3 separate regions of the Mus musculus genome follow, and all the other regions are linked to region 1. A link is a contact called in public HiChIP or PLAC-seq data. All regions are on one chromosome and are shown on one strand. The core of a region is the stretch at or near the end of the contact, and the rest is flanking DNA. Distances in the headings are between cores, read along the strand shown. Region 1 has its middle 71 kb from the start of Gm46977. Region 2 overlaps 4933406J09Rik (RIKEN cDNA 4933406J09 gene). Region 3 overlaps 4933406J09Rik (RIKEN cDNA 4933406J09 gene).

Region 1 (4,982 bases), core at 1,651-4,150:
GCTAAGGTCACCTCCATAGACTCCCAGAAGCCTCCCCCATTCCAGGACTCTGGCATCCCCTGCTAGCCCATGATTTCCATTTATTCTCCTGGCCTTCCTTATTTCTTTTGACGCCTGATCACTATTTGTGGATGATATGATAGTATACATAAGTGACCCTCAAAATTCTACCAGACAACTTCTATAGCTGATAAACACCTTCAGTAATGTGGCTGGATACAAAATTACCTAAAAAAAAAAAAATCAGTAGCCCTAATATATACAAACAATAAACAGGCTGAGAAAGAAATTAAGGAAACAACACTGTTCACAATAGCCACAAATAATCTAAAATATCATGATATAACAATTACCAAGCAAGTGAAAGACCTATATGACAAGAACTTCAAGTCCCTGAAAGAAAAAAATTGAAGAAGATATCAGAAGATGGGAAGAACTCCCATGTTCATGGATCAGTATTATTAACATAGTAGACATAGCCATTTTACCAAAAGCAATATACAGACTCAGTGCAATTTCCATAAAAATTCCAACACAATTACTTATAGATCTTGAAAGAACAATTCTCAACTTTGTATGAGAAACAAAAACAAAAACAAAAACAAAAACAAAGAGAAAGCATCTTCAACAAATGGTGCTAGTCTAACTGGATGTCTACATGTAGAAGAATGCAAATATATCCATATTTACCACCCTGCACAAAACTCTAGTGCAAGCAGATCAAAGACCTCACATAAAACCCAATACACCAAATCTAATAGAATAGAAAGTGGAGAACAGGCGTGAATGCATTTGAACTGGAGACATCTTCCTGAATAGAGCACCAATGTGCTCTATTCTCAGGCACTAACTAAGAAAAGATAGCATTTTAAGGGTGAGTAGAGTTGTGTCTGTGATAGGAGGGAGATAAGGTAGAAAGGAGAGCAAATGCCAAGCTATGGGGTGTTTGAAGCCCCATGAGTTTATTCCTGGCGTCCTGGGGAGCCACTGAGGCTCCCAAAGAGAAGGTTGCTGACACATCTAGTTTGAGTTTAACAGTTCTTTGATAGAAATTAGGAGATATTTAGAAAACATGGAACTGGAGTTTGGGAATATAGTGAGGAAATGCTACTGTAACATAGAGGCTGGTGCTAGCTAAAGGCACCAGGATATATATGGAAGGAAGTTTAGGAGTGGAACAACTTGGTAACGAAAAGAAAAAAATGTTTAGGGCAGGGTTTTTCAATTTTTCATTTATTTATTTTTGGGGCGAGCACATGTGGGGGTCAGAGGACAACTTGAAGATGCAGGTTTTCTCCTTCTACTAGGTAGGTAGGTCTAGAGGATTGAACTCAGGTGATCAGTCTTGGCAGCAAGCCCCCTTACCTGCTGAGACATCTTACCAGTCTGGAAGTAGGCCTGTTAAACAGTGGGTATCCAGCTTGATTCAGCTGAAAGGAAAAAAGAGAACTCTAGTTTACAAAATCAGTGCACAGTTTGTTTTTTTTTTCTTGTTGCTCTAACAAAATGCCTTTCAAAAGCAACTCAATGAAGAAAGAGGTTAGTTTCGCTCAGAGTTTGAAAGTACAGGCTATTAGAGCAGAGAAGGCATGGTGGTAAGAGAGCCAAGCAGCCATTGCACCTAGAGCCAGGAAGTAGAGATGAATGCTGGTGTCCAGTGGCTTCTTTCCTTTGTATTCAGCCTGGGTCTCAGCCTATGGGATGCTGCTGCCCTCATTCAAGGTGAACCTAAGGAAGCTACGTGGCAAGTCCAGGTATCAGTGTTTCCAAGACATCTTATCAGCATGGATGGATTTGACAAATCTAAGGAATCAAAAAAGATCTGGCGTTAACTAGTTTATAACCTTGGGTAGGTATGAGATTACCTACATCGAACAAGCAAATGAAAGCACAGGGCTTCAGCCAGGTATGGAGGACTGTCAACCTTCAGGATAAAAACTTTTAAAATTAAATTTAGTGGCTGGAGAGATGGCTTAGTGGTTAGGAGCACGTGCTGCTCTTCCAGAGGACCTGAGTTCAATTCCCAGTAATCACATGAGGTGGTTCACAGCTACCGGTAACTCCAGCTTCAGGAGAGTCCAACTCCTCTGACCTCTGTGGGGCAACTGTTCTCACAGCAACCAACCTACCTACCTACACACACACACACACACACACACACACACACACACACACACACACACACACAGACACACACACACACACACAGACACAATTTAAAATAATAATCTTACTATTGGTAGTGGTATCATTATTATTGTGTTGCTATTTAATCAGTGTGCATGCAGGTACATGTGTACCATGGTGCATGTGTGTAGGTCAGAGAGCAACTTTTGGGAGTTGGTTCTTTCCTTTTGTCATGGATTCCTAGGATTGAACTCAGAATGTCAGGTTTGCACGGCAAATCTTTTTAAGAGCTAAGCTACCTCATTGGCCTAGGGCAATCATTTAAAAAATACAGTTCCCTCTTGGGGGCTGGAGAAATGATACAGTCTATAAGAGTACATCCTGGGCTTGCAGAGGACCTGTTCCCACATCTGGTGGCTCATGGGTTACAACTGTAACTCCAGTTTCAGGGGATCTGATACCCTCTTCTGACCTCCATGGAACCTGAATACATGTGATATATATCTAGGTAATTGGACATACATAATACATACATGCATAATATACTTAAATAAAAATAAATAGTTCTTCTTCTTTTTTTTTTTTAAAGAAACTGATGTTAAAGATATAGTGGTCCTCCAGCATTAGGGAGGCTAATGATAAATTTGAAATTTGTTGGAATGTTTGGTCAGGGAGTTGCCTTCCTTCAGTACACAGTTAAGTGTAGTCACAGTATGGTTAGCATGCTGGAGTTGAACAGGGTGAGAACAGGAGTTCCTCAGATAAGCATGACAATGAAGGGTGTCACCAGCTCTAGAGGATGCTAATTTCTTTGATTCTGGTCCCATTCTTATGAGCTCCCATGATCTCGGCTCCTATTCTTCTCCTGAGAATGTGGCTCTGATTCAAGTACGATTGTTCGCCGAGATACGTCTTGATAGTTTCTACATATGCAGTAAATATTTATTGAGCCCTTAATATATGTCAGACATTGGGTGTGGTGCTGGAAATAAGACAACGCTGCTGCCCTCAAAGAACCCATATTCTACACAAATTGCCACTCGTGCATCAACTGAGCATTGCCAACTGTTGTTATTTCATTAGCAGAGACCTTGCCAGGCGTGAGTAGGAAGAGTTGACCCCCTCTCATTCTGACAAGTCAAACAGAAGGCTTGTATGTGGCATTCTGTGTGCTCGGATAAGCAAGGCATGAGGACTCTGACCATCTCAAACACAATAAAAAGTCATTAGTGCAACCCAGGGCCTCACTAACATCCTGGCTCATTTTGTCTCTTCTTTTTTTTTTATCATCTTAATTATTATTAAGTAAAGAGTATAAGCAAGCAAACAAACAAACACGTACTATTATACTAGAACTTTTTCCAGGAGAACCGGTCAAATGAGCTGTTTCGTGTTTGTTTGAGAGGAGTCACGCACGCTAGCTGGCCTGAAACTGAGTACCAGGGTTGCCTCTCATGTCCTGGGATCAAAGGCCATCACTTCTGGCTGAAATAAACTGGTTTTAAATTTCAATCAGCTCAAACAATTAAAATTACCCAAAGATCAATTGTTTATTTCCAAATGCAAAATGCCTTCCTGGTGAATACTGACTTCTTTAAAACCCTGTATTTCAGCTGTTACTGTAACTATGGTCAGTCTTCAATTCTCTTTTTAAATTAGCATGCGTGTGTGTTGTCAGTGTTATCTGAATCTAATAAACTTCTGAAAGTCTCTAAAATAGAAAGACTTTAACCAATCTTCACTGAAATCAGCCCGAAATATATGCTCCTTCGGGGAATTATAAATTCAAGGGCAGCCTGGGAAACGGAAAACCTTGTCTCAAAATAAAAGTGAAAACTTTTTTGTTTGTTTGTTTTTGAGGACTGGAGATAAAGGTCAGAGGTAGAACACTGGCCCAGTGTGTAAGGCCCTAAATTCAGTTCTCGGTACTGCAACACAAAACGAACAAGTCAAATTCAAAGCTAAATTGAGAGTTTATCTTTCTCCTGTCAGAACGGCAGTCAGTCCTTAAGAAAATAAGTAAGAAAAGTGCTGGTGAAGATGTTGAGAAGAGGAAGCCCTCATCCCCCGCCAGCGGGAATTTCTTTGACACTAGGTCAACCGCTGTTCTTTTGGAATAAAGCCAACTTGATCACCGTGAGTGATCTTGGGATGAGCTTCAGTTTGTCTTGCAAGTATTTTATTAAAACGAAATATATCTATGTTCATCAGGGAGTTAGCCTATGATTTTCTATTGGTTATTGTTGTGTGTGTTTGGTTCGTGTATTACTAATATCAGCTCCGTACAAGATGTATCTAGACACTGCTGGTGAAATTGTAATTAGGCCTGCTACTGTGGAAGTCAGAGCGGCAGTTTCTCAAAAAGCTAAAATTAGATACAGGATGACCCAGCTGTACCACGCACTCGTGACGTTTACCTGAAGAGCTCCATCACAGGGACACTTGCCCATCAATGCTCGCAACAGCCAAGTTCTAGAACCAATCTAGGGGTGTATCAACAGAGGAATGGATAAAGAATGTGATATACATATATAAAATAAATTATTATACATATAATTTATATGTAATAAATATATTTCAAATTCATATAGATGAATTTGAAAAAAATTATGTTTGCTAGTGCCTGCATGGATGTGTGCACATACACATGTGAGTGACTTTAACCTAAGACCTCCTGAAAATATTGGGTCCCTGGAGCTGTAGTGGGTTTTGTTTTGTTTTGTTTTTCAGCCACAGAAAGGAACGGAGTTATGTTCTTTAGAGCAAAATAGATGCAAGGAGAGATGACCATAATAAGTGAATTAAATCAATTCTAGAAAAAACAAATATCACTTCTTCTCATTTGTCCTTCCTAG
Region 2 (4,982 bases), core at 1,238-3,737, 390 kb before region 1:
GTAGAGCTGATAGAGATGGGAAGCCTTGCTGTCTCATGGCTTTCCCTGAGACGCCAGCATCTGCCATGTGCCTGTGCCAGGATTACAGCCCATAGTGAGAGTGGCCTCACAGCTGCCACAACAGGGGGACTCGGCTACTAGACCCTAAGTAAGAGATAATTAATCAAGAGGAGCTCTGGTCGGAGGCTGCCTCCCTCATCTTCCTGTGGGAAAAAAAGTCTTTAATAGTGGTCAAGACCCTTCTAAAAGTATGACATCCTGCAGGTGAATAATGATATTATATTTGTCCCTTTCTCAGGGATAGGGAGCAAAAATCATTTTTCTCTGATTTTTCAGAAATTACCAAATCAAATGGCCTAAAGTTTTCCTATTATCCCACAAGAAGTGTGAACACTGCCAGGCTCCCGGTTGTTAAAGTCATCATCAGACACATTGTGGCTCCTGTGTCTTCATCAGGGACTGGAAGGAAATAGAAAGCTGAGAGCTCTGATGGTTTGGGCATGGGCACATGTTAAAATGGGGACATCTGATGAGCTAAATACTGTTGTGTGTCTGAGAGGCCAGGAAGTCCCTGAGCCAGTATGCCTCCCTGTGCTTCAATAGCACACACAAAGCTGCCTCCAGAAATCTCACTCTGGAGGAGAGGAGAAGGAAGATTTAACTTGGTTTTCAACCAACCTTTGGGAAAGCCAGACCTTCCTATGTATGCATTCTGAGTTTCTCCTTGACAGGAAAGTGGCCCAGAGCCTAGATCTGGTGGCCCCGGGGCTTATAGGTACAATTTAAATGTAACTGGCATTGTCTCCACATCTGTTACAGAGGTCTGTTTGGGGAATGAATGAGAGAGAGAGAGAGAGAGAGAGAGAGAGAGAGAGAGAGAGAGAGAGAGAGAGAGAGAATGCATATCTTGATAATGGCCTTAATTCATTTGAGGATATCTGAAGCCCCATCTGTCAACACTTAGACACCAAGGATGAAATTTCCAACACAGCCAAATGTGATGGTGCATACTCATAATGCCAGCACTGGAGAGGCTGCACCGGAGGGTGGAGAATTTGAGGTCATCTGGACTTCAAACCAGTTCTAGACCAGCCTGGGCTGTATAGTGAGACCTTGTCTCAGAAAACAAAAGTTTCAAGCTTGAATTTTGGAGGGGAACATCAAGGCAAAGCAAGTGGGTCTCAAGCCACCATCCAGTATTCCCTTTTGGGGACGTTCTCTTGTCCTTGCCAAGTCTGATCTACAGAGTTGGCCTTCTTCTCACCCCCTATATAAAGAGCTTTAGACAATTAATGACCACTGAGAGGGAGAATGAGTCTGCTCTTGAGACGAGTCCCCGAGAAGTAATCCAGTCCCAGGCAGTCATCCCTAAACACTTGTACATCGGAGCTGAATGGACTCAGCAGGTTGTATTCATTAATTTACATGCAACAATAGTAATTGCAGAGTAAGAGAGTACACACATTTGAGAAGACTGAAGGGGACATAGAAAGAGTCAGGTGGAGGAGAATGGGGGGTAATGTAAACATAGTACTAATCTATAAAAAGAAATAACAAAATTATAAGTATTAGTTAAAAATAAATTACAATAGTGTACGTTTAAAAATCCTTCTTAGAGTTTTTGGATAAAATGATGGCCCAGCTTGATTTCCACAGACATGCTCTGTCTGGATAGGCTCAGGAGGGCATGACCACACTGTAACAATCTCAAAGAAATGAAAATGTAAAAATATTCATTTATCAAAGCATCGGGCTATCTGAAGTATTTATTGGCCATAATTTTCCAAGCAGAGAATGAAGTCAGCCAGCTTCCTGGAAGAAGTCGGAATTTTGAGTCTGCCAATCCAGAGGGAAGAGAATACACAGGGAATAAATGTCTCCAGTTTAAGAAGCTCTTAAGAGCCTACATTTCTAGATTAGCAATGTGGAGGCTGGAGAGATGACTCAGTGGCTACGAACGCTAGCTGCTCTTTCAGAGGATCTGAGTTTGATTCCCAGCACCCATGTCTCACACCTTCCTACAGCTCTAGCTTTGGGGGAATCCAATACCCTCTTCTGACCACAAGGATGGACACTCACATACACATAATTAAAAAAAAATGTAAATCTCTAGAAAAAATAATGTAAATCTGCAGAAACATGAAAAAGAAAGGGAAAAAATTAAGCGTCTTTCTCATCATTTCTGTCTCTCTGTCTTTGGTCTCTAAAGGACACAGATGACAATCATGTGTTCTCTGTCTCTTTGTGCCTTTCCTCAAGCTATCCAGAACATTTTATCTGATGTTTTTTAAGTTAAGGTGACACTAAGTGGTTTGAGTGAGAATGTCCCATACTGGCTCAGGTACTTGAGGAGCCATGGCCTTGCTTCAGTTCAGTGTGATCTTAAGCTTTGTGTTTGCAGCAGCTGAAGAAGTGACCTCTCTGCTCTCTGATCCTGCTGTCATACTCCCCTCCCATGATAGACTCTTTCCAAAACAGAGGTTAGCGACTGATGCCTGCTCTGTTTAGGAATGCTCTTCTGCCAGATTCCTCTCGACAGAGGAATGGATACAGAAAATGTGGTACATGTACACAATGGAGTACTACTCAGCTATTAAAAACAGTGAATTTATGAAATTCTTAGGCAAATGGATGAAACTAGAATGTTGTGGATAGTTTTGGGGCTAATTATGTTTGATGTTTATTCCTCCTGTGAGGGGTCACAAACAAGGAATGAGTCAGCGCTCAGGTGATTTCCTGTAAACCTGCTTCCCACCTTAATTTGTAAAATAAAGGAGAGCTGATGACTGGGCAGATGAAGGGAAGGAGGGGCAGAAGGGGGAGAAGGAGAAGAAGGAGAAAATGGGAGATAGAGAGGACGCAGAGGAGAGGAAGAAGAAGAAAAGCAGAGCAGAAGCACGTGGCCTGGAGATACGGCAAGTTCTAAGGGGTCTCATAGACGTGGAAGATGGTATGTAGTGGTAGATCTGCTGGACCTAGGTGCACAGCATGTATTCATATTAACTGAGTCGTTTTCATTGCTGGGGCTTATTTGGGTTGGAGATTTACCGAAACACAAGAAAATAGCATCCAGAGTGAGGTAACCCAATCACAAAAGAACACACATGATATGCACTCACTGATTAGGGGATATTAGCCCAGACTACCCAAGATACAGTTCACAAACCACATGAAACTTGAGAAGAAGGAAGACCAAAGTGTGGACACTTCAATCCTTCTTGTAAGGGGGAACAAAATACACATGGAAGGAGTTACAGAGACAAAAGTGTGGAGCAGAGACTGAAGGAATGACCATCCAGAGACAGCCCTACCTGGAGATCCATCTTATATACAATCACCAAACCCAGACACTTATTGTGGATGCTAACAAGTGCTTGCTGACAGGAGCCTGATATAGCTGTCTCCTGAGAGGCTCTGCCAGTGCCTGACAAATACAGAAGTGGATGTTCACAGCCATCCATTAGATTGAGCACAGGCTCTCCAAAGGAGGATCTAGAGAAAGGACACAAGGAGCTGAAGGGGTTTGCAGCCCTCCTAGGAGGAACAACAATATGAACTATCCAGTACCCCCAGAGCTTCCAGGGACGAAATCACCAATCAAAGAGTACACATGATTGGACTCATGGCTCCAGCTGCATATGCAGCAGAGGATGGCCTAGTCGGTCATCAATGGGAGGAGAGGCCATTGGTTCTGTAAAGGTTCTATGCCCCAGTGTAGGGGAATGCCAGGGCCAGGAAGCAGAAGTGGGTGGGTTGGTGAGCAGCGGCGTGGGGGGTGGAATAGGGGGTTTTCAGAGGGTAAACCCGGAAAGGGGATAACATTTGAAATGCAAATAAAGAAAATATCTAATTAAAAAACAACAAAGGAATGCCTGTTCTGTTGGGCACCTGAGAGTGCAGGCTTCTCACCCTCACCAGCACAGTCAGGCTATTTACTTGCTTTGGTTGGGTTTGTCTTGTTTTGCTTTGAGTAACTCTCACTATGTAGCCCAGGATGGCTTTGAACTCACCCCCTTCCGCCACACCCTTCCAAGTGCTGAGACTATAAGCAGAGGCTACCGCACTAGCACTAACGGAAACAGGTATATATTATTCACATTTAGGAGGGTCTCACTTTGAAGCCCTGGCTGCCCTGGAACTTGCTAGGTTAGTCTCAGACATGTAGAGATCTGCCTGCCTCTGCCTCCCATGTGCTGGATTAAAGTCATATGCCACCAACCCTGGCCCAGACTTCCCATTAGAGAAAAGTCTTTTTTATTTGCCTCTATGAAGGGGTGAGAAAAATGACGTGTCTTTGAGTCGGCTTTGGGTGAGTGAGTATCTTTTCACGTCTTTGTAGGCCATTTGAAGTCTCTCTTCAGTGACCTGCCTTTCCTGTTGAGTGGGATTATCAGTCACAGTGTGTTACCGAGGTATCTCCTCACTATCAGCTGCGTTCTGTCTTTATCATTCTCTCCCATAAAAAGGTGTTTAAAATTATGCATTAAGTTTATATATTTTAAACATTTCAAAATTACTCAAGTAATACTGTTTTCAACAGAAAATTGTAAAAAAAAAAAAAATAAGCCCAAAGGAAATGTGTGTGTGTGTGTGTGTGTGTGTATGTGTGTGAGAGACATTCATGGACATACCACTCCTAGACAAGTACCTATATGTAATTTTGTAAATCTCCATCTCCTGTCTTCTATCCATCATCACTGGTGAACAGAACTCTGTGATGATGACAAGACAATCAAGGGAAAGTGGAAGGTGGATTTTCTTCATGGCGTTGTAAGACTTTTCACCTGCAGCAGATGGAGGGGCTGCAGGTAGTGCTTACTGGTCAGGAAGAGGCTTCTAGTTCATAATTAAGTTGTTCTGAAAGGCCTGCCCCTTCCCACCTCTGGAGTGAGGAAGCCTGCTCTCTCTACCCTCATTACCGAGGACTGAGCCCAATGCCTTACACACTACCGCTGAGCTACATCCCCTAGAAGTTTCTTGCA
Region 3 (4,982 bases), core at 1,351-3,850, 370 kb before region 1:
TTTGCTCACTTTAATGTAGTTAACCTCCAGCTTGGTTTTTGAGCATATTTACCTCTGTTCTATCTTTCTAGTTTTCAAACATTCTGAAGCTTGTTCAGAACGAATGAGTTCTACTTTCCAAGCTTCCTCTTTCTTTGTCTCTCTGATACCAGTTATTATGCTCTTTTTAAAGTTGTATTCACACATCTTACACAGATCTGGGTTGGTGGGATGCAAATCACATGTCACCCACACCATGCATTTAAAAACTGCAGGTGTCTGGCTGGCAAGGGAGCTTAGTAGCAGGATGCTTGCCCACCACGCTGAACCTCCAGTTTTGCAAAATCAAACCAATAACATAAAAATGTGGACTCCAGTGGTTATGTGTGTCACCCTGTTGGGGCCCATCACAACAACCATTTCTGGAATGTGTTCTCAATCCCTCAAAATGTCCCTGAGCCCCTTTGCAGTCATCCCCTGTTTCTCCACTCTACACAGAGCAGCCTACCATGCTGTTTTCTGTCTCTATAATTTACTTATTCTGGACTTCATACAAATGGAATGATTTTTTTTAAATTTTTGTGTCTGTCCTTTCTAAATTAACACAATAACTTTAAAGATCAGCCTTCTTGACTTTGTGTCAGTATTTAATCCATTTTAACACCAAAGGATATTCTATCCTATAGATTTAGCAGCACTGCTGATCAAATTTTCATCGTTTGATGGACACTTGAGGTGCTCCCGTTGGGTATCGATTGCCACTAATTCTGCTATCAGCAGTGTGCATAGAGTTTTATTTGTGGGCACATGTTTTCAGAATTTCTTGGTTCATATTCTAAATGTAGGCTTGGCCTCTTAAGGGATCGGTGGACTGTTTTCCACAGTGGCCATAACCATTTCCATCCTATCAGCCATGGGTGAAGATTCTGATTTGTCCACATCCCCAAGCACTTGTCATGGTTATAGTCTATCTTTCTGATCATCTTCTTATAATGAATATAAAATGACATCAATTGTGCTTTTAATTTACAATTATCTGATGAGCAATGATAATGAACACTTTTGCATGAGTTTAGTGGCCATTTTAAAAGTCTTCTCTGGAGACAGTTTTTCAAAAAATTTTTTTTTGCCTATATTTTAATTGGGTTATTGCCTTATTGTTGAGTTGTAAGAATTCCTTAGGTATTCAAGATTTAAATCCCTTATGGCATACAATTTGCAGCTTTCTCCTGCTCTGTGAATTATCTATTTCTTGATATGGTATCCATGGAAGCACAAACATTTTTAGTTTTAGATTGGGCCATCAACTTTCCATCATGGAGAGAGGAGGAACAAGTGAGGCCCTATTGCTCCCTGAGGATCTAGAGACAGTGGTTTCTGGGGGAGGAAAATGAAGTTGCCTTCAGTGTTGTAGACACTGGTAAATTGTCCATGATCCTTTAAATAGCTCCTTACCTGTGCTCATGTGAGAAACCTTAACAGAAGTCATCATACACACACACACACACACACACACACACACACACACACACACTCACTCATGCATAGGGAAGGGGGGAGGAAGGTAGCTAGTTGGGAAGAGGAGGGGGTCAGGAGGAGTAGGAGGGGGAACATAGGGGTCAATGGGGGTGAATATGGTGAATATATACATGTGTGTGGATGTCATAATGAAACTCACCATTATATAAAACTATTCTCAGCTCATAAAAGTTTTAAAAATAAAGTTTCAAATTTTATGTGGATGAAGTTGTCTGTATTTTTCTTTTAGTCATTTTTTTGCCTGTGGATCATTTCTTTAATTTATTTATTGAATGTGCCTATGGTGTATGTGGGTGAGTGTGTACATACAGAGAGGCCAGAGGACTACTCTCCTCCGTATTTCCTTGAGACAGGATCTCTCATTGAACCTGGGGCTAGTCTAGCAGTAGGAAGCCTCAGCGATAATCCTCCTGTCTCTGCCCACTATAGTGCTGGGTTACATTGTACTCCTGGCCATGAGTGGCTTTTTATGTGGGTTCTGGGGATTTGAACTCAGTCCTCAAGTAAGTGGTCTTATGCAGTGAGCTGTCTCCCCAGGCTCTAGTTGGTGCCACTAATGAAAGCTTCTTAGGTGTTGGTTAACCCAGGGCAGAAGAGGTTTACTTCATCATTTTCCTCTAAAGGTTTTATAGCTTGTGCTCTTTTGTTCGGCTTCTGGTTTATAGAGTTAGTTTGTGTGCACTAAACTGTGTGAGGATAAAGTTGCTACTAACTGAGTTGTACCTTGCTCCCAAACTTTGTATGTTGAAACTGTAGTCAACCCTGGAGTGGCAGTGTCTGGAGATGGGGAGTCATTAGGGTGAGGCCCTATCAGATGAGATGAGAGACGGGGCTTTCTTTCTTCCTACACTCTTCCACGTGAGAACACAGGAAGAGGACCCTCATCAGAATCCACCTTCCTGACGTGAGACTCTCAGCCTCCTGAACTGCAAGGAAATAAATGTCAATTGCTTAAGCCCACAACTCTATGTTGTTTGGTTGGAGCCGTCCGAGCCAACCAACAGAGTCCAGCTCCCTTCCTTTGTATATCACATGTACCAGCAACATTTCTATGTTGCCCGGCCTAGCAGCGCTTGCTCAAAGTACTATTCTTACCCATTGAAATGTCTTGGCTCTCATCACTGTTAAAAACTAGCTCAGAACTGAGAATAGACTCTGTCCAACTCATCTGTGAACAGAGGAGTAACAGTGAAATAAATACCACTACTCTCCTCCCCAGTTTAATCAGCAGACCAGAACATTCTAGAAGTTTGAGCGTAGCTTTGCCCCTACTGGGCGTGAAGTGTTGATTCACCCATTCTTTGCAAGCAGCGGTAGTACCTCAATGTGTTCACCTTTATTTCTACTGGCAGGATTAATGGAGGAGTGCCAGGCACACAACGGGTGAGCCCTAGGGGAAGGGAGTCCTATTGTCCTGGGTTCAGCCTGGCACCAGTGTCAGGTGGGAAGGGGGAGAAAAGCTTGTGAAAGCACATGTGTAGAAGTAAGTGCTTGTTAGTAACAATTCCAGCTATAAATCTACGGATCTGCACAGAAATCTAAGCCTCAATCAAGAAAGAAAGGTTTCTCTATGCAGGTTCTTCTCCTCATAGCCCATGGCCAGGTTTAATTTCTGCTCCACACCAGCGCTGAAAGAGAGAGGGAAGGGGCGGGGAGGCAACAACAAAAACCCCTTTGCTCTAGGAAGCTCGCACAATGGCTTCATTGATTTAAGAGCAGTTAGTTCAACTTGCTCTACCTTGCTGCAAGGGGGAAAAAAAACAAAGCCTCCTAGGAAAGCAGGGCTTGTGGGAAAAGGTGTGACTCTTCCAAAGAGCCTTCCTTTGTCTCTGTGGATGGTCCTCCACAGAGCTTCGGTTGTGCATCCAGCAGGGTGCAGAGGTGAGAGTTGAGCCAGGCAAAGTTATCAATGCAGCCCATGGCTCGGAATGACCCAGAAAAAGCATCTCTAAGGAAAAAAAAAAGGTGAGACAGCAAGATGTCTGTGTGGCAGTGTGCCTCTATACCCTTCAGGTTCCAAGGATGCCACTGTCGCTCAGAGACAGGGAGAAGAAACCATCCCTCCTGTCTATTTCTTCTCTTTGGACTGGCCAAGAGCCAGAACCAGATAGGCAGATGCTAGTATAATAGGGTGCCTGTTACTAGGTATCCCAAGAGAGGGGAGCCCCAAAGTGGGCCTTCCGTTTACATGTCCAGAGCCCATATAAAATTTTCACACATTTTCCCCAGTGCCTGAGTGAAGTAGACATGTTTCAGGTTTTCAGATGTGACCCTGCATCATCACCTGTAAAGAGACATCCAGGAGAACTGCAGTGGGGGGAGCAGAAGTACACACTGGTGGAGTCCATTGGATAATTCTGAGGATGTGTGTCTGTCTGTGGCTTAGCACTTAGCCTGGTAAACATCAATGAATGTGAGCTTATTGAAAAAGTCACTGAGTACCTACTGTGTGCCAGTACCACACAGTACCACTCCCAACATCCACTCTTAGGGTCAATGTCCAAGGTCCTAAACTTCATGAGTAATGTAAGGATTCCAATTCAAGTTGCTTTCTGTTGTGCTTTATTTATATTTAAGGAATTGATAAAGTTAGTGAAGATGAATGCTACTCTTTTTATGAATTGCTTTGTAGTAGTCAGTGTGGGGTCAAGACTAGGAAGTTTGGGACCAAAAGAGAGGTGTTCAGCTCCTGTGTCTGAGCCTTGTGAACTGTGACCTTCAGCAAGGCAGTCAGCTTTTCTGTGTCCTACAAAGGCCTGTGATAGTGATGGTAGCTCTTTTACTGGGTTATAAATTTTTACAAGTTATGAATTAGTCAATGTAATGTGCTGGTTGATTTTTTTCTTCTTTCTTCTTTCTTTTTCTTTTTCTTTTTCTTTTCTTTTTTCTTTTCTTTCTTTTTTTTTTTTTTGTCAACCTGACACAAGCTAAAGTCATCTGAGAGGAGGGAACCTAAATTAAGAAAATGCCTCCATAAGGTTGGGTGGTAGGCAGGTCTGTAGGGCCTTTTTAAAATTAGTGATTGATGAGGGAGGGCTCATCCCATTGTGGATGGTGCCGTCCTTTGGTTAGTGGTCCTAGTTTCTATAAGAAAGCAGGCTGAACAGGCCACAAGGAGCACGCTAGCTAACAGCATTCCTCCATGATCTCTCCATCAGCTGCTGCCTGCAGGTTCTTAGCCTGTGTGAGTTCCTGTTCTGTCTTCCTCCAGTGATACACAGTGTTGTGGAAGTGTAAGCCAAATAAACCCTTTCTTCCCCAACCTATTTTTGGTCATGATGTTTTTTTTTTTTTGTTTTTTTGTTTTTTTTCAGCACACAAGAGATTTATTTGCCCAATGAGACAAAAAGCAGAGAATACGAGACAAAGACAGGAGATAGAGGACAAAGGAGAAGAGGAAGGGAACAAGGGAGTGGGGAGAAGGGATATTTGTCCTGAGGGACAAAGGACTGCCTCTGGATAGA

Evidence for each region. HiChIP or PLAC-seq counts read pairs in DNA pulled down with a chosen protein or histone mark.
Region 2: a contact with region 1 is called in an H3K27ac HiChIP or PLAC-seq map of embryonic stem cells, with 6 times the contacts expected there. The contact joins two enhancer-like sites. A contact is called at or near these places in 2 of 15 datasets of contacts at CTCF or cohesin (CD8 T cells and pro-B cells), 1 of 484 Hi-C or Micro-C datasets (bone marrow-derived macrophages) and 10 of 115 datasets of contacts at active chromatin or transcription factors (DN3 thymocytes, T-cell acute lymphoblastic leukemia, Th17 cells and 4 more).
Region 3: an H3K27ac HiChIP or PLAC-seq map of embryonic stem cells shows a contact between it and region 1, with 7 read pairs. The contact joins two enhancer-like sites. A contact is called at or near these places in 2 of 15 datasets of contacts at CTCF or cohesin (the NIH/3T3 cell line and large pre-B cells), 17 of 484 Hi-C or Micro-C datasets (the AML12 cell line, ECoMG myeloid progenitors, the G1E-ER4 cell line and 11 more) and 6 of 115 datasets of contacts at active chromatin or transcription factors (acute myeloid leukemia, bone marrow-derived macrophages and embryonic stem cells).

The regions. Positions count from the first base shown.
Region 1 is chr6:133,961,424-133,966,405 of GRCm38.p6, reverse strand. No RefSeq gene overlaps it. Among named protein-coding and RNA genes, the nearest start is that of Gm46977, 71 kb to the left of the region's middle. Within about 2 kb of position 2,900, at least 9 of the 459 cell types and tissues checked have an H3K27ac peak or open chromatin away from gene starts, as enhancers often do. A contact at or near this core is called in embryonic stem cells, where this site is marked.
Region 2 is chr6:134,347,711-134,352,692 of GRCm38.p6, reverse strand. All of the region lies in intron 3 of 4933406J09Rik (RIKEN cDNA 4933406J09 gene), which reads left to right. Among named protein-coding and RNA genes, the nearest start is that of Bcl2l14, 46 kb to the left of the region's middle. Within about 2 kb of position 2,487, at least 5 of the 459 cell types and tissues checked have an H3K27ac peak or open chromatin away from gene starts, as enhancers often do. A contact at or near this core is called in embryonic stem cells, where this site is marked.
Region 3 is chr6:134,328,084-134,333,065 of GRCm38.p6, reverse strand. All of the region lies in intron 3 of 4933406J09Rik (RIKEN cDNA 4933406J09 gene), which reads left to right. Among named protein-coding and RNA genes, the nearest start is that of Bcl2l14, 66 kb to the left of the region's middle. Within about 2 kb of position 2,600, at least 19 of the 459 cell types and tissues checked have an H3K27ac peak or open chromatin away from gene starts, as enhancers often do. A contact at or near this core is called in embryonic stem cells, where this site is marked.